7 separate regions of the Mus musculus genome follow, and all the other regions are linked to region 5. Evidence: chromatin contacts called from public HiCAR-type, Micro-C and promoter capture Hi-C data. All regions are on one chromosome and are shown on one strand. The core of a region is the stretch at or near the end of the contact, and the rest is flanking DNA. Distances in the headings are between cores, read along the strand shown. Region 1 holds the start of Mavs (mitochondrial antiviral signaling protein). Region 2 holds the start of Crls1 (cardiolipin synthase 1). Region 3 holds the start of Trmt6 (tRNA methyltransferase 6). Region 4 holds the start of Cdc25b (cell division cycle 25B). Region 5 holds the start of Slc23a2 (solute carrier family 23 (nucleobase transporters), member 2). Region 6 holds the start of Rnf24 (ring finger protein 24). Region 7 holds the start of 1700037H04Rik (RIKEN cDNA 1700037H04 gene).

What was found. Promoter capture Hi-C pulls out the DNA fragments that hold promoters and counts their contacts. A called contact is a pair of places that touch in the nucleus more often than the background predicts. HiCAR-type assays count read pairs that join an accessible place to other places.
Region 1: a contact with region 5 is called in a promoter capture Hi-C map of hippocampal neurons, with 3 times the contacts expected there. The contact joins the promoter of Mavs here to the promoter of Slc23a2 in region 5.
Region 2: a contact with region 5 is called in a promoter capture Hi-C map of pre-B cells, with 5 times the contacts expected there. The contact joins the promoter of Crls1 here to the promoter of Slc23a2 in region 5. A contact is called at or near these places in 2 of 39 promoter capture datasets (liver and pre-B cells).
Region 3: a promoter capture Hi-C map of pre-B cells shows a contact between it and region 5, with 5 times the contacts expected there. The contact joins the promoter of Trmt6 here to the promoter of Slc23a2 in region 5.
Region 4: a contact with region 5 is called in a Micro-C map of embryonic stem cells, with 4 times the contacts expected there. The contact joins the promoter of Cdc25b here to the promoter of Slc23a2 in region 5. A contact is called at or near these places in 1 of 39 promoter capture datasets (liver), 1 of 484 Hi-C or Micro-C datasets (embryonic stem cells) and 2 of 115 datasets of contacts at active chromatin or transcription factors (embryonic stem cells and pro-B cells).
Region 6: a contact with region 5 is called in a HiCAR-type map of astrocytes, with 2.5 times the contacts expected there. The contact joins the promoter of Rnf24 here to the promoter of Slc23a2 in region 5.
Region 7: a promoter capture Hi-C map of liver shows a contact between it and region 5, with 2.3 times the contacts expected there. The contact joins the promoter of 1700037H04Rik here to the promoter of Slc23a2 in region 5.

Annotation. Positions count from the first base shown.
Region 1 is chr2:131,232,148-131,235,507 of GRCm38.p6, forward strand. Mavs (mitochondrial antiviral signaling protein) reads left to right here and starts at 1,916. Exons shown (of 7, transcript NM_001206385.1): 1 at 1,916-1,980.
Region 2 is chr2:132,844,590-132,848,240 of GRCm38.p6, forward strand. It overlaps Crls1 (cardiolipin synthase 1), which reads left to right and starts at 2,077. Exons shown (of 7, transcript NM_001024385.1): 1 at 2,077-2,536. The coding sequence starts at 2,228.
Region 3 is chr2:132,814,737-132,818,329 of GRCm38.p6, forward strand. Trmt6 (tRNA methyltransferase 6) reads right to left here and starts at 1,318. Exons shown (of 11, transcript NM_175113.3): 1 at 1,068-1,318. The coding sequence starts at 1,198. Mcm8 (minichromosome maintenance 8 homologous recombination repair factor) reads left to right here and starts at 1,405. Exons shown (of 19, transcript NM_001291054.1): 1 at 1,405-1,729; 2 at 2,338-2,509; 3 at 2,969-3,052. The coding sequence starts at 2,362.
Region 4 is chr2:131,185,574-131,188,785 of GRCm38.p6, forward strand. It overlaps Cdc25b (cell division cycle 25B), which reads left to right and starts at 1,375. Exons shown (of 16, transcript NM_023117.4): 1 at 1,375-1,807; 2 at 2,533-2,654. The coding sequence starts at 1,608.
Region 5 is chr2:132,143,817-132,147,380 of GRCm38.p6, forward strand. It overlaps Slc23a2 (solute carrier family 23 (nucleobase transporters), member 2), which reads right to left and starts at 1,292. Exons shown (of 16, transcript NM_018824.2): 1 at 1,196-1,292. It overlaps Gm14051 (a long non-coding RNA gene), which reads left to right. Exons shown (of 3, transcript XR_866753.3): 1 at 1-769.
Region 6 is chr2:131,351,240-131,354,456 of GRCm38.p6, forward strand. Rnf24 (ring finger protein 24) reads right to left here and starts at 1,653. Exons shown (of 6, transcript NM_178607.4): 1 at 1,497-1,653. It overlaps Gm30590 (a long non-coding RNA gene), which reads left to right and starts at 1,593. Exons shown (of 2, transcript XR_374984.2): 1 at 1,593-1,939.
Region 7 is chr2:131,158,827-131,162,301 of GRCm38.p6, forward strand. It overlaps 1700037H04Rik (RIKEN cDNA 1700037H04 gene), which reads right to left and starts at 1,255. Exons shown (of 6, transcript NM_026091.3): 1 at 1,127-1,255. It overlaps Gm14232 (a long non-coding RNA gene), which reads left to right. Exons shown (of 3, transcript XR_003954063.1): 2 at 679-900.

The DNA.
Region 1 (3,360 bases), core at 666-3,165, 910 kb before region 5:
AGATCTCATTACGGGTGTTTGTGAGCCACCATGTGGTTGCTGGGATTTGAACTCAGGATTTTCGGAAGAGCAGTCAGCGCTCTTACCCTCTGAGCCATCTCACCAGTCCTCCTTGTCTAGATTTTTAAAAGAGGTGTTGATAGACGATTGGGAACCATGCAGGCCAGGAAGCTGGATTGTTACAATGACCTTCGTGGTTCAGCAAGGACAAGGCTATCTATAACTGCATTTAGACGCTGGTCCTCACAGGCCTGGTGCTCTTTTTGCAAGAATTAAATAAGAGGCCCTTGTTGCTTTCAACAAGACTAAGTCACTAAACCTCACTTCAGAGTTGTTTTTTACATTTTCAAATTTGTTTTGTAGGGACAGGCAGTTGTGGACATCAGAAAACAGCTCTGGGGAGTTCTTCTACCATGTCTGTCCCAGGCAATGAATCTTATGTGTGATTTGCATATGCTGAAGGTTGTGAACAGCTACCAAGAACAGTGTGGTTTGAATGAAAAAGGCCCCTATTGGCTCATAGGGAGTGGCATTATTAGGAGATGAGGCTTTATTGGAGTGGGTGTGGCCTTGTTGAAGAAATTCAGAAGCTCCACCTAGGCTCAGTGACTTGCTCTTCCTTCTTGCTGCCTGAGGATGCAGAGGCAGAACTCTCCGCCCCTCTACAGCACCATGTCTGCCTGCTATGGTGCCTACTTCACCTTGCTTCCTGCCATGACCACATTGAACTAAACCTCTGTACTGTAAGCAAATGCCAATTAAATTTTCTAAGAGTTGCCATGCTCATGATGTCTCTTCATAGCAACGGGAACCCTAACTAAAACAAACAGTAATAAAATCTAATTTCATTCAAAGAGTTCCAGCATGGTGGCAGCTCTAACCTCAGTGCTCCCTTAGGCTTGTCTTTAAAACTGTATTAGATAGGAGATTATAGCATTAAGTATGTCATTGATGCATTTTTCAGCTTTTTTCCTGTTTTATATTTATGATGGGAGGGGTGATAAATGCCAATGCTTTTTGGAGTTAGTTCTCTTTCCATTATGCAGATTACAGTGGTCAGACTCAGATCTCTGGCTTGGCAAAAAGTGCCCTTACCTGCTGAGCCATCTCACCAGCCCCAGTTGATATATTTTTACATGTGCTCCAGCTGCGTACTCTCCACCTACATCGAGTTATAAGACATTTCTACCATCTAGCCGTGCTGAGGTAACTGATTTCTTTTTAACTATGTTCGTTTTTTACTTCTGGTTGAAAGAATTGACTGGAAGCGAAAAGCTTTCGTTCCTTTGTCTCTGTAAGCCAGTGGAGGTCAGAGGAGTCGGGTTACCCTGGTGTTGGAGCTATAAGCGGTTGTAGCTTGGTGCATATCCCCAGATAGATGCAGTCTTTTGCTGCATCCTGTTCCTACCAGCCCAGCTGGTGTCATCTGGCTAGGCACTCATGTCCCTATGACATTTTGTGCGACACTACGTTTATGGAGCACTGGAGACATAGGAGCAGATCACATGAAGACCCTCTCTCCTCCAGTACTTGGCTAGAAGATCTGCTTTGCCTGAGGAATGGAACGGAATCTAAGAACTGCAGTTTTCTGGGTATCTGGACTTCCCCTGAAAAGTGTTCTAGACTAAGCAGGAAGAAACAATCTCCCTAATGCACCTGCAGGAAATCAGAAGAGACCTCAAGCAAGGCCTGCGGGGCACCAGCCGCTAGACCAGCCGCTCCGGAACATCAGGACTCATCCACTGGCCCTGCGACCGGCCTAGCTCAGCTCCGCCCAGGCATCCCCAGCCCAGCCAACAGCCGTACTTCCAACTCTATCACAGTCTGGCTCTGCCAGGCCAATGACTGCGCTTCCGATCCCGCCCCTCCTCCCCACGCCTGACCAATAGCTGCGTGGCTGGCTTCGTCCCGCCCCCTTCATCTGCGAGGGCTCTGCACAGTCGAACGCGGTCAACCTGTTGCCTAGTCTGGTTTCTCTTGGTAAGTTTGCAGCCTGGGCGTCGGTGCTCAGGACTCTGTGTTCACTGAGATCCTTCAGGGAGGGAACCTTGGCTAGGGCCAGTTACGCCTGGGAGTCCGCATGGGCGCCCTGGGCCTGGGCGCGTGGGGTCGGAGAGGCTCCTGAACTAGGGGAGAATGAGGTCGGCCACACACGGATTCGCGACCCCGGCAGTTCCTTGATCCGCATCCAGCACCTTTAGCAAGCAGGTAGGTGGTGCCGAGAGTTTGCCCAGGCTGGACAGAAAGAACCTCGGAGTGCCCCCTGCTTCTCCCAGGCCCTGGTGACTCGAGCGAGGCCTGGCTACGAGCAACGACCTGTGGCAGCCGCGCCAGGGAGTAGGCCTGCCAGTCCGGGCTACGGCCTGATCCTGGATCTGGGCAGTTGCAGGCAATAACATCTGTTCAAAACAGCCTCCCTGCACTTGGAGACCTGAGTCCCGACAGGAATCTAGTCCGAGGCCAGGAGACTTGTCCCTCGGGAGTGTGGATATTTATTTCCACGACCCGGACAGAAGCTCTGTGGAAGTCAGGTCGGAAGCTTTGCTGTGTCCAGGACACTCTTGCCACCTCCCTTTCTGTTATAAGAAAGGGTCTGATATAAGAAAGAAGTTTGAGGAAAAGGATGAAATCAAAAGAAAGCAGAAAACAATGTTCTTTGGATACCGGGAAGCTTCAAAAACTTGAAGGGCATTCAGCCTCGATCTCAGAACTCAGGTGAATGTCAGTAAGGGCAGCATTGATGCCAGTTGTGTCTGAGAGACTTTTATGTCTTCAAAGAGCCTAAATGCTGCATCTTCTCACCCTATAGTCACATCCCCAGGCAGTGACCTTGGTGTAAAGAGGGGCTTTGTGGTTTTCCTGCTGCAGGGACCTCTATGCTGTTAGGTCATGGCAACAAGTCTGGGTACAAATTCCACACTGCAGGTCAGCCGTGTAGCTTGGTATCACTTCCTCTCTTGTGATTGTGTTAAAGGACATAAGTAAAAGGACCTCAGGCTGCCTCTGTTAACAGAGAACCTTCGAGAAATGAATAACTGTGAGCTTCCTCTGCTTTTGGTGGGGCTCCATGCCACTCCCCGCCCCCAGGCTGCATTCAGAGTTGTGGTTGGACTGCAGAAAACCAATAATTTGACTCCCTCATCGTCACATCTTTCTAGGTGACCTGGGAAAGGGGGAGGAAGGGTTTCATCAGGCTGGCCTCTACAGAGGCCTCATTTTTCATCCCCTGAAGGCTCAACAGACCTCAATCTTATCTCCTTGATCTCCCAGCCTTCCATCCTTAGCTCTTTGTAGGAATGTAGCATTTGGTAGTTAGCAGTGGCAGAGGTCACTAGGCAGAACTGGCACCCCGCCTCCCAC
Region 2 (3,651 bases), core at 827-3,326, 700 kb after region 5:
CTGGACCTCTAGCCAAAGCATTCTTTGTATATATAGCCAATAAGCACGTTAGCATTTAACAGACACTGATTAGAAATTAGTTACTTATGGGCAGTGGTGGCGCACTTGGGAGGCAGAGGCAGGTGGATTTCTGAGTTCGAGGCCAGCCTGGTCTACAGAGTGAGTTCCAGGACAGCCAGGGCTACACAGAGAAACCTTGTCTTGGAAAACCAAAAACCAAAAACCAAAACCAAAAAAAAAAAAAAAAAAAAAAAAAAGAAATTAGTTACTTAACTTCCAGGAAACCAGGAGATGAATAACTAAAAAAACCAAAATACCCAAAAACTGAGTTGGGGAGATGGCTCAGTTGGTTAAGTCTGAGTAAGATCCTCATGTAAAAAGCCAAGGATGCTTCATTTGTAACCCTAACGCTGGGTGGAGGGAGGAGAGGCAGTTTCCTGAAGCTCCCTGGCCAGCCTGAACTGATGAAGCCATTCAGCATCAGCCTCTGCCCCCACACCTACACACATACAAAAAGCAGTGTGCGCTGAGTAACCAAAATAAAGCAAATCCTAGTATTTTACAACGAATATTTAACTGATAGTAAATGCAAAATGAAAATGAAATGAGGGATAATATGCCATAGAATACCATAGAAATATTAAACCCTGACTTGAAGGAACCAAGTGGTAGCTGATATAAATATGATCAAAGTCAGCTGGTTAGATTAGCTGCAAGCAGCTCCATCAGTTGACCCATCCATCCCAAAATGGGCCGATCAGACCACTGTATACAAGGGGATGACTAAGGCTAAGACTATATACAAGGGGATGTAACTCTAATTATGAACAGAAACTGACTTTGTTTTTGTTTTCGAGACAGATTTTCTCTGTGTAGCCCTTGCTGACCTGGAATTTACAGATATCTATCAGCCTCTGCCTCCCAAGTGCTGGGATTAAAGGCATGCACCACGGCCACCTGGATTTATCTTTTTACTTCTTTTTCTCTTTGTTTCATACCACTGCTTAGATTTTTCTTCTCTTTTCCTCTTCTTTCCTTTTCTTCATTTTTCTTTCTTCCTTTTTTAATTAAAAAGAAAAGTCTAGGCCTCTCGCAAAAACCAAAACAAAATAAAGATGATCTTGATAAAAAGCTCCTTAAGACTACAATCCTTAGCCGGGCGTGGTGGTGCACGCCTTTAATCCCAGCATTCGGGAGGCAGAGGCAGGCGGATTTCTGAGTTCGAGGCCAGCCTGGTCTACAGAGTGAGTTCCAGGACAGCCAGAGCTACACAAAGAAACCCTGTCTTGGAAAAAAAAAAAAAAAAGACTACAATCGTCAAATGTGATGTGGGCTTTACGAACAACTTCCAGGTGAGTGTGTGCCATCACAGACTGGGCTGAAGAACAGTGGAAAGACTGCAAGACATCACCACGTGGTGACCTTTCACTGGTTTGGTTCTTGCCCGACCTGGATTCAAGGCCCTGGGTTCAAGCTCAAATCTATAACAAAATGGTAGGTTAGGTAAGGTTATAACAGTGAACTGATTTGTTTCTAATTCAGACTTAGAATAAGCAGGTTTCTCCTGTCCACGGGCTTCTGTACCTGTAAAAGTAAAGGCAAATACAGAAGGCATGTTAGAGTTGTTGAGAGGATAAATAATGACACTATAACGCATACAGTAAGCACTTCCCAAGTAAACAATTAGTGATTGCTATTATTGACATTTCCCTTTGCTCTATTCATATGCATTTAGTGCTAAGGAAGCAGAGTAGGTACTTAACTACTTTGATGCCAACACTAATGCTTTACATCTCCAGTGATAATACAGAGCCATGCACACCAGCGGGCCACTTGGCATCAGGCAGGCCTGATATAAGTGGCTTCCTGTGGCCACGTGGCACTCGCTCTTGGTCTTCCCTACCTGTCATTCTTCTTAGCCTGCAGGCACTAGCGGCTCTACTCACTAGTCAGGTCTTCCTAACCTGCGGGCCTTAGCTGTTCGTGCTCGCCGCTGCCGCGCGGGGGCGCCGGTGAGCAGAGCGGCTGGGTGTCGTGAAAACGTCGTGAAAGCTGACTCCCTTGGCGGTTCAGGCCACCTGTATAAGCGGAAAGTGCCAGAGTGTAGAAATTAGTATGGAGCTGTCCATACGGCCTCGGCACCGCTCGACTTCTCTAGAGAAGCTGGCAGCCGGTGCCAGGGGCGTCTGAGTTCTCGACTCTTGGACTCCGTGGAGGCCACACGGCCATGTTGGCTTGGCGCGTGGCGCGCGGCGCGTGGGGCCCTCTTCGCGTGGCCCTCCGGCCTCCGGGGGCGCGGCTCGGCAGGGGCGGCTCCCGCAGGGCCCTGCTGCCGCCCGCGGCCTGCTGCCTCGGCTGCCTGGCTGAGCGCTGGCGGCTGCGGCCGGCCGCGTTCGCCTTGCGGCTGCCCGGCGCCGGCCCGCGGACCCACTGCTCGGGCGCGGGGAAGGCAGCCCCGGAGCCCGCCGCCGGAGGAGGAGGTGCCGCCGCGCAGGCCCCCAGCGCCCGATGGGTCCCGGCGAGCGCCGCCAGCTCGGTACGTGCGAGGGAGGGTCGGCGGGACGCAGGTGACGGGCTCGGCGCTCTGTCGCGACACTCACCCGGTGTTCTGGGAAGTTACGGGCAGCCAGGGCGTTCGATCTTGGTGAACTTCAGGGGTCCCCCGCCGGGTACAGTCTCTGGCCAAGTTGAAACCCACTGTAATCCCCTTGTGTGCACACCCGTTGCTGGGAGGTGTGTCTACACGTTGCATAGGTAAAAACAACCATCGCTCGTCTAGTTAATCTGTTTTTAATTTTTTGAAGTGAATCTTCAGGGTTAAGTTCGGCGGAACCATAAGAACGGCCCTTCTGTCCGTTTGTGCAGATTACATCATCCTTTGGTCTTTAGCAGTATCACGGAGGATAATTATCTGGCTTAGGTTGTAATGAAAAGATCTTTCAACTTTGTATTATAGAAAGCTTCAGACTATTCTTGACGTAACAGAAGGATTTGTTCACCTTGCCTGGTAAGATAACTTCCCAAGCAGGTGACACCAGAGCATGAGTGTGGCCCAGCTTTTGATGTCATGTTAGCAAGTCCATGCAATTATTACATCTTCAATTGTTAGGTCTTCAGCGGCCACTGTACTGCCCTGCTCTCCTCAGTTACACAGCATGGGCTGAGGTGGCCACACCCCGGCAGGGGTCACAGCTTCAGGCCTAGCTTTAAAACTCTTGGAGATTGAACGCCGCCGGATGCTTTGAAGTTGCCCTCAACCTGGCTGAAGCCCTTCCCAGCACAGTTGGCCGAGTATGCCACAGGTTATCTGGTTGGGTAATTTGAGATTAAGCTTTGTCGACTTTCACAAATGTCCAAATGTAATAACTAGATATTAATGAGCTTTTTGTAGGGTTTTGTTTTTCGAGACAGCTCTTCTCTGTGTAACAGCCCTGGCTGTCCTGGAACTTGATCCGCTGGCCTCGAACTCATGAGATTCACCTGCCGCAGCCTCCCGAGTGCTGAGGTCAAAGGCCTGCACCACCACCATGCCAGCCGGTGAACATTTTTTTGTGGGGCACAGGCTCACTTACTGGCCTGGTAGCCAGCTGTAGTTGTGTTGTGTCTTTACCAAGGGAAGTGAGGAGGCTGGGTGCAGCTTTCTATTTAGTC
Region 3 (3,593 bases), core at 68-2,567, 670 kb after region 5:
AGAAATGACCCAGCACTCGAGAGCACTTACTGCTCTTCCACAGGATCTGACTTTGGTTCCCAGCACCCAAGTTGTGTGGTTCCCAATTGGCTGTAACGCCAACTCCAGGAAATACAAAGCATTTGGCCACTGAGCGCACAGGAATTCACATACTCAAGCCCACAAAAACACACACACACACACACACACACACACACACACCTTAAAACAATACTAGGTCGTTTTTTTGTTGGTTTTTTTTTTTTTTTTTGAGACTGGATTTCTCTGTGTAGCCCATCAAACAAACTAATTAACAAAAAGAGTACCTTTTAGAACTAAAGATACAGTATGTCTCCTTGGTAACAAAAAGGATCATCTAACAAAACACATTATAAAAAGGACATTCAAATGGTTGTATCAGAACATGAAGCAAGCTGAGTGTGGTGAAGCAAACCTGTAATCCCACCACTTGGGAGGCAGGAAAGTGTTTGCTTCAGCGGGCCATCAGCAAGCACCAGTATGTATACTGGGCTTAAGCTGGCCATGTACCTTGTAGTAAGTTCTCTTTTCTTACAGTAGACAGATTTTTCCCACTGGGATCCAGAGAATAAGACTGCCTACCTGCAAGCCATACTATGTGTAAGAGATCTTTCTTATCTCCCTTTTCTCTTACTGAGGAAGTTGGATTTATGAAGAAAGTGGGGAGCTGGGAAGAGAGTCAGACATAAGAGATACGAATGTGAAAGGTTGGATAAATTCTGTAAGACTAGTGAGGCTCTTCCCCCGCCCCCCAAGAATCCTCGGGAAAGCACCCTCCTGAGTGGGAGTATCAAGAATGGAATTCTTGGGAAGAGAATTTGGCGCAGAAGGTAGAATAGAAAGTTGGGGAATGAAAGGTAGAGGCGAGTACTGTACCCGTAAGCCAAGGATGCGGCAGGATCCCGGTGGGAAGGCCTCAGTGATAGGAAGACCTGAGTGGTAGCAATAAGGGCTGGGGAGCGGGATTCAAAGAGCCAAGAATGGGGCACAGGAGGGAGTGATTATCCGGGTGGTGGTGCGCGCTGCCCAAGGCCAGCAACCAGACTCACTTTCTCCGCTGGACTTGCACTGCTTTGAACACATCTTCTCGCTTCAGCACCACGAAGTCACCGTCATGGATGCAGTGGTCCCCGAGAGGCGGGGGCGGTGAGCTCGGCTGCTCCGCAGCTGATGCCTCCATGGAAGCCAGGTAAATTTCAACCTCCGTTTTTGCTCCAGCCGCTAGGAGCCCGGCACGACCAGGAGGGACCTGCGTCTCCGCCGGCACCGCCCCCACGTGCTGCACGCCGCTTCCGCTTTCCGGTCCGGACCTCGGGACGGCTTCCGGAAGCCTGGCGACTTCCGTCTCTCTGAACTCTTTGATTGGCTACACTTCATCCCGCCCCCTAGTCGCGTGGCTTCCTTAAGCAGAAGCGCGTCATAGACGCGCCAAAAAAGAACTTCAAGCGAGGTCCGAGTTTGCCTTCTGGGCTTGTGCTCGGCCTTCCCCGCCCTGCGTCTGGCGTTCTGGCGCGCAGTGACGCGGGCACCGGGCGGCTCCGGAGACGGAGTGTCCGCGGAGCCCTGCGTGAGAGTGTATACGGCTTACGGCTCTGTCGCAGGCTCCGGGGCTCCTGAAAGCAGGACGCGAGGAAGACGGGGAGTCAGGGATTGCGTACGACTTTTCTCAGGCTGCTTCCCTATGTAGATGTTGGAATCGCCACCGTTCTCAGTATGTTATCCTGTTGGATCGATGTGGAACGTAGTGTTGCGATGGAATGTCTCATCCTGAGGATCCTGAAGACTTGAGCTTTTATCACAGGGCTATCACAAGCAACCTTGATTATTATTAGTTTGCATACTTGCGAATCTTTTATTTATTAAAACCTCTTAGGGTTAGAACAGGTTCTCCTAATGAATTACAGCACAGCGTATGAATCTATCAATAGTTTGTATCTGTGGGATAGGAATTTTTAAGTGGAGTTACTTTCTTTTGGAACAGTTTTAGGACAGCCTGCCACAGAAAGTAATACAGCGAAGATTGGGCTATGTTATTTCCCTAGTATCGTACTGGTGAGGATTATTTTCAGCCAATACTGCCCAATATTAGTTCCACACAGAAAACCGGTTCAAGTTAACTCCTTGATTTCTCTCTTGGTGGTTTGTTGAAAACTGGTATTGAATAAATGTCTATGGTGTACCTTAATCATGATGGAGATTAAAAGAATTAACTATACAACACATAAGGTTTATACTGCAGCATGGAACTTTGCAAGCCTAAGTGCTGGTCTTAAACACAGTACATTAATCCCCCCCTTACTATGTTAATACATTTTTTAGGAGTGCTCTTGACTTGTGGAAGACATGAGTGGTGCTTATAGAGGCAGAGGTTTTGGACGAGGAAGATTCCAAAGCTGGAAAAGAGGAAGAGGTGGTGGGAACTTCTCAGGAAGGTGGAGAGAAAGAGAAAACAGAGTTGACCTGAATGAAGCTTCAGGAAAGCACGCTTCTGGTACGTGCACGCAGGGATCGATATGTTTTCTCTCGGGAAAGAGACAATTCAAGGGCCGGTAGATGCCAGAGTAGGTAAGGGGGACTGCTGCCAAGTGAGGACCCTCAGGTCCCTGGAACCTACATGGTGGAAGGAGAAAACTGACTCCATAAGCTGCCCTCTGACCTCCACATATGCACTATGGCATGTGTGGGCCTACTAGTGTGCACAGGCAACATAATGTAAAAAGAAAAAAAAAATACAAGGAATGGAAATAATGATAATGCCTATTAATAATAATGCCTAGTAGATAGCAGGATAGTTTAACTCAGACTTCAGGTCTGAAGGTTAATATTTATAATTCTTATTGAAATATCTAATTTGGAGTCTATTAATAGACTCCTGTAAAAGGAGAAACTAGTTGGAGGGAAAACTAGCCAGTGCTTTGGTTTTTACTAACATCGTATTCTACGTTTTCAGCACAAGCCTCACAACCGTTACTTCAACAGTCAACATTGGATCAGTTTATCCCGTATAAGGGCTGGAAGCTTTACTTCTCTGAAGGTGGAGTTTAAGAACCATAAGTTATATATTCATCTTTGGATACTACAATTCATGTTACCGTTGTGCACTGGTCTTCCTGCTCTATGCCGCCTTTCTCTCTTCCAAGCATTTGTTTGAGCATTATTGCTATATGATGTATCAGGAAAACAGGAACTGGTGAATGTTTCAAAAGATTTCATACAAGGAATTGGATATGTATATGGTAGACTCAACACAGCAGTCTGATTCCTGTGACTGAGGGAGAACCAACCAAGAAATGCCAAGGTTATCAGAAGTGGGAGCTCAAAGGGAGAGGCAGGACAACGGTGACATATTCATTGCATCGCACCCTTCCAAAGCTGTGCTGTATCACTTTGAAAGACGTCCTACTGTGTGATGAGAACTTAGACGAATGAAGCTGATTGTCCCTAGTAATTGAGGATAGATCAGATGTTCCTGGAGGCTAGAACTATACTATCCTGTGCAGTCGCAGGGATGCCATGGAACAAGGGGCTGGAGAGATGGCTCAGCAGTTAAACATGCTTACTGTTCTTCTAGAGAG
Region 4 (3,212 bases), core at 125-2,624, 960 kb before region 5:
GCTGGGATGCAGGTTGAGGGGAAAACAGCTATGTTGGTTTTGAAAATACAATCCTCAGAGCGATTTTATTCCAGGTCTTTGGAATGGAAGACCTTGTGGGGTCACATTTCTCTCCCTGTGCTGGCACTAAGGGCTGTAGGTCTGGACCTTGTCCTTTGACAGGAATAAGAAATGGGTCCCCAATAGCAGTATATAAGTTCCTAACATAGCACAGGAACTGGGCAAAATGTTGAAAGAAAAGAGCGGTCATGGCTCCTACTTTGGTCACTGCACTCAGGTGTGGCTAGTGTCGTCCTCCTTCACACACAGCTGAACCTCTTAGACCCCATCCCTACCCTTCATTACCCTTTTGCCATCCCTACCTGGTGGTGGTTAAAACAGTGAAGGCTGCTCTCAGCTCCTACATCCTGTACTGCACCCCACAACCCGTCCCAGAAGCCACACCTTCACTGCAGAATTTGAAAAAGTTCTCAACTGCCCACTAGGTCCTTCCCAGCTCATTCCAGGAAAACAGACTCAGCTGCAAGGTGATTAGGTCATTAGAAAACGCTCATTGTAAACTAATAGCAAATTCAGCCTCTTTCACCTTCAAAGAAACACTAAATATGGTGCTATTAACCCCAAATTAGCCAAGTGGGTGTGAGATTTTTTTCCCCCTAGTTGGGTTCTCTGGTGGCATGTCCCAACTGTGTGTTGCAGAAATCATTGCCTAAATCTAAGCGTCTAATTCTCAGGAGAATAGGCTCAGTGGGGTCACATCTAAACTCTGGTGCCCCAGAACCCAGCAGTTCCACTGTGCCTCGCAAAGGGCTGCCAGCAAACGACTGCAGCTGCTCTGTGAGGTCCAGGGGCGATGACAGGAGGCTGCACCATCAGCGGAGTCCCTGAGGGAGCTTCTATGTCTCTGCCACTCAACCGAACCTGTGACCTTAAACGAGTTAAAGAGCTTTTCAACGCTGGGGTCTGTGAACTGGACAGGGAACGCAGTGCTCACAGCATACTTGGCAAACGTCCTGGGCTCAAGCAGAGCGTCGCACCGTCCCTTACTGATGAACGTGCATGATGGTAAACGTTGAGGGCTCCTTATGAGGCCACCTTAGGGGATGACTACTCCCTCTGAGGGTAGAGGGCTGCTCCCACCTCCAAACCCTGTTCCAGGAGGCAATATCCTGGAGGCCCAGGATTCTCGCGTCAATGGGAGCGGGCGGGGCCGGGGCGGTACGTGTGGGGCAGGGGGTTAACCCAACTCCCCGAGTCACCCTAAGAAGCCAGGCGAGCAGAAGTAGCTGGTCCAGCCTCAGCCTCAGCCCCGCCCTTGGTCCCGCCCTCCCGGAACCGGCGCCCCCATTGGTGGCGTCTGGCGGCGCTGCCGCTGTTATTTTTCGAATATATAAGGAGGTGGAGGTGGCAGCTGCCCAGCTCGGCGTCCTCCCCTCCCTTCCTCCCCACATCCCTCTCCTCACTCCCAGGCCCATTGCTCTTCCTCCCTCCCTTCCCTCCCTCCTTCCCCTCACCCCAGGCTCACTCTCGGAGCTGAGCCAGCTGGGTCGGCGTCTGCTGGCCGCTGTACTGTGGCCCTCTAGCTAGCCTTTGCCCGCCCCGCCACGATGGAGGTACCCCTGCAGAAGTCTGCGCCGGGTTCAGCTCTCAGTCCTGCCCGCGTGCTGGGTGGCATTCAGCGGCCGCGCCACCTCTCGGTCTTTGAGTTTGAGTCTGATGGCTTCCTGGGGTCTCCGGAGCCTACAGCTTCCTCCTCTCCGGTTACCACTCTTACACAGACCATGCACAACCTCGCTGGGCTCGGCAGGTAGGATGCCCCAAGGGAGCTGGGTGTGGTAGTGGAATGGGAGGCCCGGATCAGGAGAGACTAGGCACCAGAGCTTAGAAGTGCAGAACTCCAACCCCTTTAGCCTTGTTTCAGTGACATGGGACGAGTGTGCTCTATGCGACTTACACCCTCGATATGAACGTCTAAGGATCATTTACCTCACTGCTCCTTCATTGTGCCTCCTGCACACTATCCTTAGGCAGAGGACCATGAGGTTGGCATAGAAGTGGGTCTTAAAAGGTTGTGCCCTGCTCTTTGAAAGCACCCAGTATCTGCCTAAGGCTTAAACTGACAAAAGACTGACCACCTCCTTAACCGTGCCTGTGGGGTCCCAGGTGGGTGGTCCAGCTGCACTAGAAAGCCAGGTCTTGCTTAGCTGTTGCCTCCAGGAAAACGCTGGATAGGTGAGGATGTGACAAGCAGGAGAATGGTCTACAGAGCTTCTGGACTGTCTCCTGCCCATCCTCCTCGCTCTTCCAGACCCTTAGAAGGGTCTTTCCTGAACCAGTCAAACCAGAGAAGACGCTCCTGGGCCTCAGTGGAATGAAAATCTTTGACCTGAGATACAGGCTAGTCCTAGGATCACCTCTCCGTGATAATGGGCCTGTCATAGTTAGGGAATACATGGGAGCATGGACCCATCAGCTTCCAAATCCAACATCCATTTCTTTTTCTCCTCCTCTGTGCCTCTTCTCCTTTCCTAGTGAGCCTCCAAAAGCTCAAGTAGGAAGCCTGTCGTTCCAGAACAGGCTGGCAGACCTATCCCTGTCCAGGCGCACCTCTGAGTGCTCCCTGTCATCTGAGTCCTCAGAATCTTCGGATGCAGGTAAGGTCCAGGGCCCCTAGTAGGGGTCCCACACACCACCACCACCACCACCACCACCACCACCACCACCAGAAGAGATCCGAGAACTTCCTGGACCTTCTAAATTCTCTGCCCATTAGATCACCGTCCTTTCCACAGCCTGATGGACCCAGAGTCTTTTCCCACCTTGCCTTCAAAACTATGAAGAAAACAAACCTCTTGTGGGTCTTACCACACCCAATCTAAACTGGGAGCCTGAGGAAGGATGGCTCTTGGTAGGAGATGGTATCTTACCTATTTGAAACCTAGCGGTGAAGCCACTAAACTACAGCTCCACCCAGAAGGCACTCAGTACCAAAAGTCGGTCCTTGTGAAACATTCTCTTAAGCTGTAGCTTTTTCTCCTTAGAAAACCATTATCAAATGCTTAGGAAGCCTTGTACTTAAAAAATAAAAACAGGGCTGGCAAGATGGCTCAGCGGCGAAGAGCACTGACTGCTTTTCTGAAGGTCCTGAGTTCAAATCCCAGCAACCACATGGTAGCTCACAACCATCTGTAATGAGATCTGATACCCTCTTC
Region 5 (3,564 bases), core at 42-2,541:
CAACTGCCCAAAGCTATTAACTTTTGGATGAGCTAAGCATAGAGAGTAGTTCTAAAGTGACCCTGATAAGGTCAACTATAACCCAGCAGAGAATCCTGAACTTCTAAGAGGTGAAGAAGGCCTCTCACAAACTTCACCAGAGTCAAACACCTTAAAGGAGCAGGCCAGCAAAGTCACACAAGATGAAAGGGCAGATGAGAGAAACGGAGCAGGTGAGGCCTCAGCCCAATAGCACTCAAACAAAAAACAGAAAAATTTCAGCCACCTAGCCTAGCCTTCAGAAAGGAGAAAACTGCCTAAGGGAAGTCACATGGCCAGTTAATGACAGCTCAAACCAGGCTGTCTCAGGACTCAGATACCAGATCCTCACATCCCTGGCCGCCTTAGTTCAGAGGACCCAAGCGTCAGAAGGGATAGCATCTTCGCCATCATCCGGTCTCCCAGCACCGCAAAAAGCAGACTAACAGCTACTACAAATGCCCCAACCCCAAGTAGCCTTCAAAAAGCTAACTTTCTTCCCTGTGCACTTGCCCTCACCCCTTGCGCTGAAAATCAGGAGTTTCCCATCAGACCCGCTTAAAGCCCCTCATCCGGAATGAAGGCCGAGTTCCCATAGGCTACACATCTAATGGGACATCTCCGGCCAAACGATGAAGACAATTCTTCACCTTCAAGTTATCACACTCCAATGTCAATTTCTCGGTCAAGAGCGCAGGCAACAAGGCGACCCCGGACCCCTGCGGGGCAGGCCAGCGTGAAAGGTCGCAAGGTTGGTGCAGCGGCATCTAAAATTACTCCGTGTCGCCTTCCGCAAAGAGGGAAGGAAGCCAGACTGGAAACAGCACCGCCATCCCCCGCCCCTCGGGCTGACCCTGAATCCCCGGGCGCGGGGATGCGGGGCGCACCACCTGGGGAGGGGCGCGCAGCAAGCCACGCAGCACGGCGAGCCCACGGTGGCTGTCCCGGGGGCACCCGGCGGGGCGGCAGTGAGCGCCGGGGACGCACGGCCTGACACTGCAGCCGGGGCCGCCGGGCCGCGCGAGCCGGCGTGGGGGCGCAGGCCGCGCCGCGGGTGGGTGACAGCGCGCGGGGGCCGCGCGGGCCGGCCTCGTGGGCTCGGCGAGCAACCGGGGCTGCCGGCAGGTGCTGCCGCGGACCCGGCGTGGGGCGTGGGGCGCGGCGGCCCGGCTCTCACCTGCCTGCAGCTCGCTGGGCTCGCGTCCCGCCGATCGCACCGCTCGCGCCGCAGTGCCTGCCGCCGCCTTGGGTCCCCGCGGCAGCCGCCTGCAAAATGGCGCCGCGGAGGGGCGGGCCGGGGGCGGGAGCCGCGCAGCCGCCCGCCCCGCGCGCCGGCCCCTCCCCGCCCGACCCCCGGCTCCGCCCGCGCGCCCCGGGGCGCCGAGCCGCAGACCCTTCCCCACACACCTGCTCCGGGGGGGCCGCCTAGGATGCTCGACGCTCGCAGGCTCTCCCCTTCAGAGCCTCCTTTCTACCCTGCAGGACCCCAAGCCCTGCAGTAGCTGTGGGGTGACAGCGAGAGGGGTGCAGTGTACCCGGCTCAGTGGGTAACCCGCTTTAAAGCAATTTCGCGGCGTATCCAATTGGGCCGTCAGGCTTCCGAACTCGCTGGGGAAAGAGAGCCTCCTTGCTTATGCTGACGCGGGAGAAGACACACCAGGCTTGATTTCTCTGGGGCGTGTGTTCTGATAGAGCGGGTTTGGGGGCAACCTGCTATTCTGTATTTCTCAAGTGTACCCCCCAAGGAATGCCTGCTGGATGGGCACTTAGGCTGTGAGTCAAAAGGCCGCGTGTCAATAAACACATAGCACTTAGGCCGGGCAGTCTTGCCCAGGGGGGCATCATTAAAACTGGGTACCACCCCCAGCGGTGCTGAAACTGAAGTGTGGCTTCGAAATTTGCATTTCCAGGAAGTTTCTAGGTGATGCTGCAGGCGGTGGTCTAAGATACTAACTTGTAACTAAACCACGTTCTTACCTCCACCAAAACAAACAAAACCCTAATAATTAGCTCTCTCTTCTGTCTTCCATCTTGAAACCACTGTCTTGGTTGTTTTTCTAACCCAGTAATTCCTTTCATCCCCAAGCAACTCCGGAGAGCCATAAAGAATGGTCGACCACAGCTGACCTCATCTTTAAAAACAAAAAGCAGATTTTATTCCTGAATTGTTTATGTTTGGCAGTCTTGAGGACTGGTAGCACACTGATCAATAGAGGCATGCCGTAACCAGCAAAGACGGGCATTTTATAAAGTAGGCTAGTGCGGACGAGCTGAGAGAATCAATATATAATTCTCTAAGTCTCACACTAAAATAAAACCAGTGAGGCTTAGTGGTGCACACCTGTAATCCCGGCATTTTGCAGGCAGAGGCAGGAAGACGATGAATTTGAAGTCAGCCTGGGCTACTTAGACTCCTGTCTCAAAAAAAAAAAAAAAAAAAAAAAAAACCCTAAAAAACAGTAAGTTGAATTGTAAAATCCAGCATACCCTGGAAGACCATAGGTTAGTATTTCATCTTCACTGAAGATGAAGAAAAGAGATGATTCTGTAACCAGCACCAGAGAAGCACACAACTCTTTCTATGCCAGAGTTTCCAGCCACCCTTAAAAACATAATGTGTGTGTTCTGCTCCACAATATGGAACCTTTTGGAATAGAAGGCCTGTTCCAAGATCAAGAACCCCTGATCTTTTCAGTTCATCTCTTTTCTTCATTTCCCCCCATATATATTGTCTCCCACTCCCTAACTCCCCCTTTATAGTTTTACCTCCAATCCTAAAGCACTACCTCACTCCGGGTTTCCCCCCTCCCTCCCTGGTTTCCTGCATCTCTTCCTCCCCCACCCTCCGCACTCAACAAGCACTATAAAGCACCATCAGTCTCCCGCTTTCTCAGACGTCATCTGTGACCTTCTAAGTGCCAAATCCTTTTGCCTGTTTACAGATCTTTTTTTTTTTTTTTTCCTTCCTTGGCTTAGTAACATTCCATTGACTAACCCCCTCCTGGAGATGTTTTTATGTGATAAAGCCACTCAGCCTTCCTGACTGTCCCACTCTTTTCCACCCAGGTTGGTGATGGAAGGATTTCTCAGGTGTGGGCTTCTAAAGACGTTGGTCCCCTTGATGCCCTTTTCTCCTCAGGCTCCCCATGCTCTCTGCTTCTCACCACCCTCTTCCCCCATTACCTCTCTTTCCAGACCAGTCATTTCTGAACTTCTAGACACACTTCCCAAATGTTTCCAGAAACTATAAATGCCCCATTTGTGTGTGCCCCCCCCCCAGAGTGTACATGTACCGAGTCAAAAACTGTCGATCAAAACTTTCCAAGCATTGGCGAGATTCCTGATTTGATAGTGCCAAGATAATTATTTAGGGCACTTTTGTACTGAATGTATGCAGAGCCTTCCCTGTGTCTCTCTGTCCTTCACAGAACACAATTATTTACATGGTATTTGCATTGCCTTCGGAAGTACAATAGTCTAGAGAGGTTTCTGTAGGTTACAGGCAAACAGTGTATATAAAGATTACCAGACTAGCCTAGCTGAAGC
Region 6 (3,217 bases), core at 403-2,902, 790 kb before region 5:
ATCATTATCCAACTAGAGTAATAACTATCTTCTAAAATTCAAATAATCTTGCTTAAAACAAGATAACAAGGAAAAGTTTGTTGTTTATTGAGACAAGGTCTCATTCTGTGTTATGGCCTGGAAATTACTATGTAAATCAGACTGGCCTTGAAACCACAGAGATCCTACTGCCTCTTCCTCCCAAGTCCAGAGAAGGCATTTTCGGCCACACCTGCCTATCTTAAATACCTCTTTTTAACTGTCTAAGTGAACACACCCTATCAAGTTAAAGCCTATGGAACCCAGCAGCGCTTCCTAGCCTCTTTGGGGACGGAGAAGGGGGGAACCAGGAGCAGGGGCGAGGGGGAATGAAGACAAACAATGGAGGAAAAAAGGGGTGCTTTCTGATAAGTCATGTAAGATGATCTGTTCAGCTAGGCTGCACAACCAAACACACAAAAATTCAGATCAAAGCTAGGGTGCATACCACGGTAATATTTAGGTAATATCCTTTGCCAAAGCATTAAGGGGTGCGGGGCGGGGGCGGGGAGGGCGACGACCGGACTGACAAGAAGGTGGAAAGAACCTGCTAGACCACCTCTTATTAGAGCAGAAAGGCAAGAAACATAATCTGTCTGTATGGAAGAGTGGGGAAAGCAGTGCCCTAGATATATTGGGAGTATTCCTATAGATAGGTACACAAGCACAAAGACCTATTATCATGAACTAAGCCCAGAAAACAATGTTCAGGATGCCGGCGTACCGCCGCTACGTAAATAGATCACCATTAATCGTAAAAGAAAGTGTTCTAAATATACAGAGACATAAGAATGCAGACTCACACTTTCAATGAACAGACCCACTGGTTTTACAATGAGAAACAACGAAACACCAAAAGACCTGTTATCTGAAATAACACCAGAGACGAAGGGGTAAAGATGAAGTTATCTTTACACCTCTTTTCCTTCTGCCCTTTACGACGATCTCAGACGGTCTCATTTCACAGGACACACACCACTAAGGTCTCCGGAAACAAAGCAGGGTCACTAATTCTCTGGCCTGTGGGTGCACGCACGCCCCCCACCCACAAATGATGAGGCCGCCATATGACTTTCATTAATAAATAAGCCAACCAGAGAGGTCTCAGTGTGCCTTGCACGGTGTGACAACCAGGCACGAGACAAGCACCACAAAAGAAGGAGTGGCTCGGGACCAGAAAACCACTGCCACACCGCACCCCCCGAGACCAGCGTCGGTCCCCACCACCGACGCAGAGGCAGCGGCTCCTCCATCCTCCGCCCATCCCGCCTCCCCCGCCCGGGCCCAGCCCGAGGTGACCTCCGGGTGACAGCCCGCGCCGCCCTTTGTGCCTGTATGTGGGGACTAACCCACGGACCCCGGTCTCGGAGGGGGTGCGAGGCCGGCGCGCTGCCCTCAGCATCCCAGAGCCGGACCTGCGGAGCCTGCGCTTCAGCCTCAGCCGCGCGGCGCTCAGGCCCAGCCCTCCCCTCACTCACCCGGGCGACGGGCAGCGGGCGTGCGGGCGGCGGCGCCCGGAGTCAGCTTCTTGCGGTGAACTGCTAGAGCCGCGTCCGTGAGTCCGAGCCGCTGAGCTGGCGGTAGCGACTGCTTAGCTGCGGCCCCGGCGAGGGGCGGGCCCGGCGGGGGAGGGGCGGCGCCGCGCCTCTCATTCATGCCGCGGGGGCGGGGTGTGGGACCCGGATGCCCGGGCAAGTCCCGCCTCCTCACTGAGGGCGCGCGGCTTCATTGTCGGCAAGTGCGCAGGCGCGGCGTCCCTTCCGCTGGGCTACTGGCTGCTCTAGAGGATTGATTCGTGATGCCCAGCTATAAGGTTCATATCTTCTCCGCTGTGTAGTGTTTTCCGTGTATGTGGACGTTCGTAAGAGTTAAAAAAGTAAAGCTTCGCTTCTCGTAGCATCCGGCCCAAGAGTCCTCAAAGGTGAGGTACCCCTAGTTAGATCTTCCACCTGCTGCGCCTGTACAGACAGTGGAAGGAAATATATTTAAGAAACAGTGTGTCCTTTATTTAATTACATCTACTCATTACTCTCGACCCCCAGCTCCTATTCTACACTACAGACAAACTGACTCAGGATTTGGGAGCACTGAGCCCTTGCCTAAATTCTAGCAGGTCAGCGAAAGCATGCAGGAGTTCTCATAGCTACCACTGCTAAAACGGATTAGCAGAGGGTGTGGGTACCGCACCTCAGGCCTCCCTCCCTTAACTTCCCATTTCCCTGGGAGGTATTTCCCCCCCCCCCCCCGCCCCCAATCCTTCTATAAACCATAACTAGTTTGTGACTTTAAATTCATCATGGAAAATGCCCACCAGCCCATTCCTCCAGCTTTAGTAAACCATACATTTCCTAGGAAAGGGGAAGTAAGAAGGACTCAGAATGTTTAATCACAGACCCTCGACCCAACTTCCTCTCTCTCCAAATCAGGCCAACACCTGTGAGCTATTTCCCTTCTCTCCTCCCCACCTCTCCCCTGCCCTCCTCTTCCCTCCTCTCCCCCTCCTTCCCCCGCCCCCCTTCTACCTCTGCTCTCAGGATCCCTGCTGTGTTGTTGCCAGCTTAAAAGTCCTACCTAATTCTGTCACCTTGGCACATAGGCTAAGGCAGATCAGTACCGACATTAGGGTACAAAGCTTTCATATTCTTGGTCTCTTGTTCAAGGAATTGAAATAAAAGCTCTCACCGATGTGTAAAAGTAGCAAGAAAATTTAGTTGAAGCAAAGCAAGGGGGGGGGGGGGAGCAGCAAAGCAAAATAAAAAAAAAAAGAAAGAAAGAAATATTCAGGACACACTACAACGGAGCTGCAGGCCACGTGAGTGAAGATACTCAAGGGCTTGGATTACTATCTCAGGCTTTCTTTTACTGCATTCAAGAGAAGTGTCGCACAAACTAGAGTTGTCCGGGGAGAGGTTACCCCAGTTGAAGAATTACCTCCTTCAGGCTGGACTGAAGGCACCTCTGTGGGGCATATGCTTGATTAATGATTGATGTGGGAGGACCCACCCCTTGTAAGCATATCACCTGCCACCGACTGTAAACCTATACACACCAGGAATCTCCTTTGGAAAATATGTCAGTGGTTGTACTGGCTAGAGCTTTATGTCATATCCACACAGCTAGTGCTATCTGGGAAGAGAAGCCTCAATCGAGAAGATGCTTCCATTAGATTGCTTGTAGGTGAGTCTGCAGAACATTTTCT
Region 7 (3,475 bases), core at 5-2,504, 990 kb before region 5:
ACCCAGTCACAGCTCAATCATCAGCCCAGCAGAAGCACTTATCCAACCTCCCCTTAAAGCTCAAAGAACACCCACTGAAGTCTCAGACAGGGAGTGCTACATGGAGGTCGCATGTGGAAGCAATCTTTCATCTCCTCAGCCTTGACCTATCTTTGGAGCCCCCTTCCCCAAAGCCAGGGATGCAAGGACGGTAATAGGTGTTTACTCTCACAAACAGTGGAGGGAAGGGTTGACCTGTGAAAAGGGTGTTAGTCCCTCCTGTCTACCAACCTGTGTGGTTCTCCTCTGCCTAGCATTCACTTCCCACATCCCCCTCTGACATCAAAGGAGGCTGCTTGGATTCATCTGGCCTCTAGATTGACTCTTTCACCCAAGAAGCAGAGACACGGGTGAAAGCTGCTCCTACCCCCCACCCACCCACCCACCACCCACCCAGCCCACCCCACCCCACCCCAGTGCAAAGCAATGCCCTACCTTCACATCCCACCACCAAGATTAAAGAGGAAAGACTCAAGCTGTCCAACCGAGCCCTGTTCACTAACAGGAGCACTGGTCCAGAACCTAAATCCAACCATTTCTGTGAGACACTGGAGAGGCTCTGGCTCTGGCCCTCTGGCCTTTCCTACCGCCATCCCTGTGGGTGTGGCACGCCCCACCTCAGTGTTATTGTTTTCTCAGGGGACAAGAGCAGCAGAACGGGCCTCAGACGTACCCACACCAAGAGCAAGGCCGCGGATCTGTCCATCTGAGATAATGCCCTGCGCTCTCTGAGCTCGCCAGGCTGACGCAGGAGTCTCTGGAGCCGACACTCCCAACATCAACATCCTCCTCATGATCGTGCCCGGGCACCGGAGGCTCAGAGGCTACTCTTCCAAGGTCACATAGAGCCACGAGGACCAGGTAGGAACGGGACGTCAGCCACATTTACGCCCCCACCCTCAGGTGTCACTTGTACCCTGCCCGCTAACCGTCATTTGTACCCAGGACCCCACATCCCCCACCCCATCCCGCTTCTACAGAGTTCCTCAGGCTAGAAAGCAAAGCCTCCAGCTCCAGCACAGCTGAGGATCTCAGACCCAGGAGCCGTCTCTGGTGAACTAGACGGAGCCCGGAGGGCCCATCTCACCTTGCAGGCGAGCCCCGCGGCCAGGCGGTCAGAAACGACCGCGGAGGCGGCGGTAGCAGCAGCAGAACGGGCTGGAGAGCGCGAGGAAGAGCCCCGCGCCGCATCAGCCTCGCGCCACGCCCTCTCCTCCTTCATTGGCTTGAGGGGCGTTGAGGGGCGGGGCTAGGGCACTTCAGACCAATGAGCTGTCTCTGAGATCCACCAATTAACGACGAGATTCCACATCACGTGTGCGCGGAGGCTGAGCCCCACGAGTCGACGTCACCCCAGCGGCACGAGCTTGGGTGATGAAGCGGGATGGGAGCTATGTTGGAACCGCTGCTGGAAACCGACCAGAGCGACCTTCCCCATGAGGTTTCCGATCCGCGGCAGTTTTGTCTAGGAGTTAAGCAGTCACCTTTCCTACTGGACTGAGTCTGGATTTCGGTCTTCCTTTCCCACCCATTCCCTATTCCAAATAAGCATTAGAACAAAGAAGGCACGCGGCGTAGGAAGGGGGGAAGGGAGCGTACGCGGGCGCCCCCGGGGACAGGAGCTTCTGCTCCTGGTCTCCAAGGAGGCGGTCGCCATGGCAGCGGGATGCGTCTCGACCCACCCGACAGGGTGTGGGCGTCTTCGTAGAGCACTTACTAAGGCTTGTGGATTTTTGCCACAGGCCCACCTGTCCGTGTGCGACTATCTCTATCCTTATATACACTGATTAGGACAAGAGGTTTAAAGTGCCGAAAGAGCAGTCAGAACACACAGGTTCCCGATCCTTCCAACTTAACTAGCGGAGACAGGCCTTGGACCGCTGAGAGCTTGCTTGTTTTTCCGATAGAATGTGGTCGCTGCCTGTAAGAGTCCTCAAGGTCCGACTCTTCCGTGTCCTTATGGCTGTTAACCTGACTCGGATCTTGTGTTCGCACGCTGGTAACAAATAGTCTTTCTGTGCTATTGTTTTCATAGCGTTACTTCAGAGGGCCCAGTGCTTCCCTGCTGTCTTCAGCAGGGCTTCTCAAACTTTTTATCGTTGTTTTGGATGGTACGTGCGCTCCCTACTGTTGAGAAAATTCTGTCCTCCAGAGCGGACATTGAGAACTTTTCATTCTAATCCCAGCCTACTCAACCCCTACTCCCACCTTTCCAGAAGCCCCGTGGTGTGTTCCATATCTGTTCTTTTCCAAGTCAGCAGACAGTGCCTCCAAAGTATCCTGAAGGCCACCACGCCAGGCAAAAGCAGCCTGCAGATGTATAGCCCCCGGAGACTTTTATAAATACTTTTCTTCCCATCTTCTTGCCCCTCATCCTACTTCTTCACAAAGGATTCTCATTTCCAGTCTTCTTTTGAAATATCAGATCTAACAACACATTCTCACATTTACATTCAAAACAAGAACCAAGGGCTTTGGGGGTAGCGGTCCCTGCCTTTCTGGAACGTCAGTTTACCATAGTCCCCTCTGATTCCTATTTCTCGCGTTTATTTTACTGCCTAGGTGTGTGTTGATTTTCAGTTTCAGGATTCCTGTTTCCCTTTTGCTGCTTTTCACTTGAAACCCATCTCTTGGTGAGCTCTATCGAAAGCAGAATAATCGCTAACAGTTTACTGTCTGAGGCAATTTTCTAATTGTCAACTCCTTTTAACATACTTTCTGAATATGTACGATAGGTAAGTTAATGTGCTAACAGACTCCCAAAGCAAGACACCCCTAGCTTACTGTGAGACCACCACACAAAAAGAACTGTGGTTTCTTGATCTTGCCAATACTCCTCATGTTCCTAGACTAAGCATCTTGGGTACCTGGGAAAACCTGTGATATGGAGCTGCCTGTACTAAAGCATGCTACATGTCTCCAGGAAAGGCCACAAATGGTTTTGGAAAGTTGCCTGGGGAAAATAAGGCTTTGAGTGCCGACAGAACACCAAGATAGAAGTTCTATGGCTGTTTCTCATTGTTCTCAGTGGGCCCGTGCACTGAGACGGTATGGCAACATCAGAAGTGCCCAGACCTATAAGGAGCTTCCTGGGCCCAAGGCCTTATTATCCAAAGCTAGGACAGCAGTCTCTATAGAGTTGAGGGCTGTAGATGAGAAGAGATGAGCAACTGCAGGTTAGGCAAACTCCACTTCCAGCTCTGAGTAGTCTGAACTTTATGAAATAAAAAAAAAACTATAATAAATCTCCTTGGAAAACTAATAATATGTAATAAAGTTGATAGATGCTTGGGGGCTAGAGAAATGCTTAGTAGATAAGAGAATTTGCTGCTCTAAGAGCAGGATTTGAGCTGGTCAGTGGTGGCACATGCCTTTAATCCCAGCACTTGAGAGGCAGAGGCAGGTGGATTTCCGAGTTCAAGGCCTACCTGGTTTA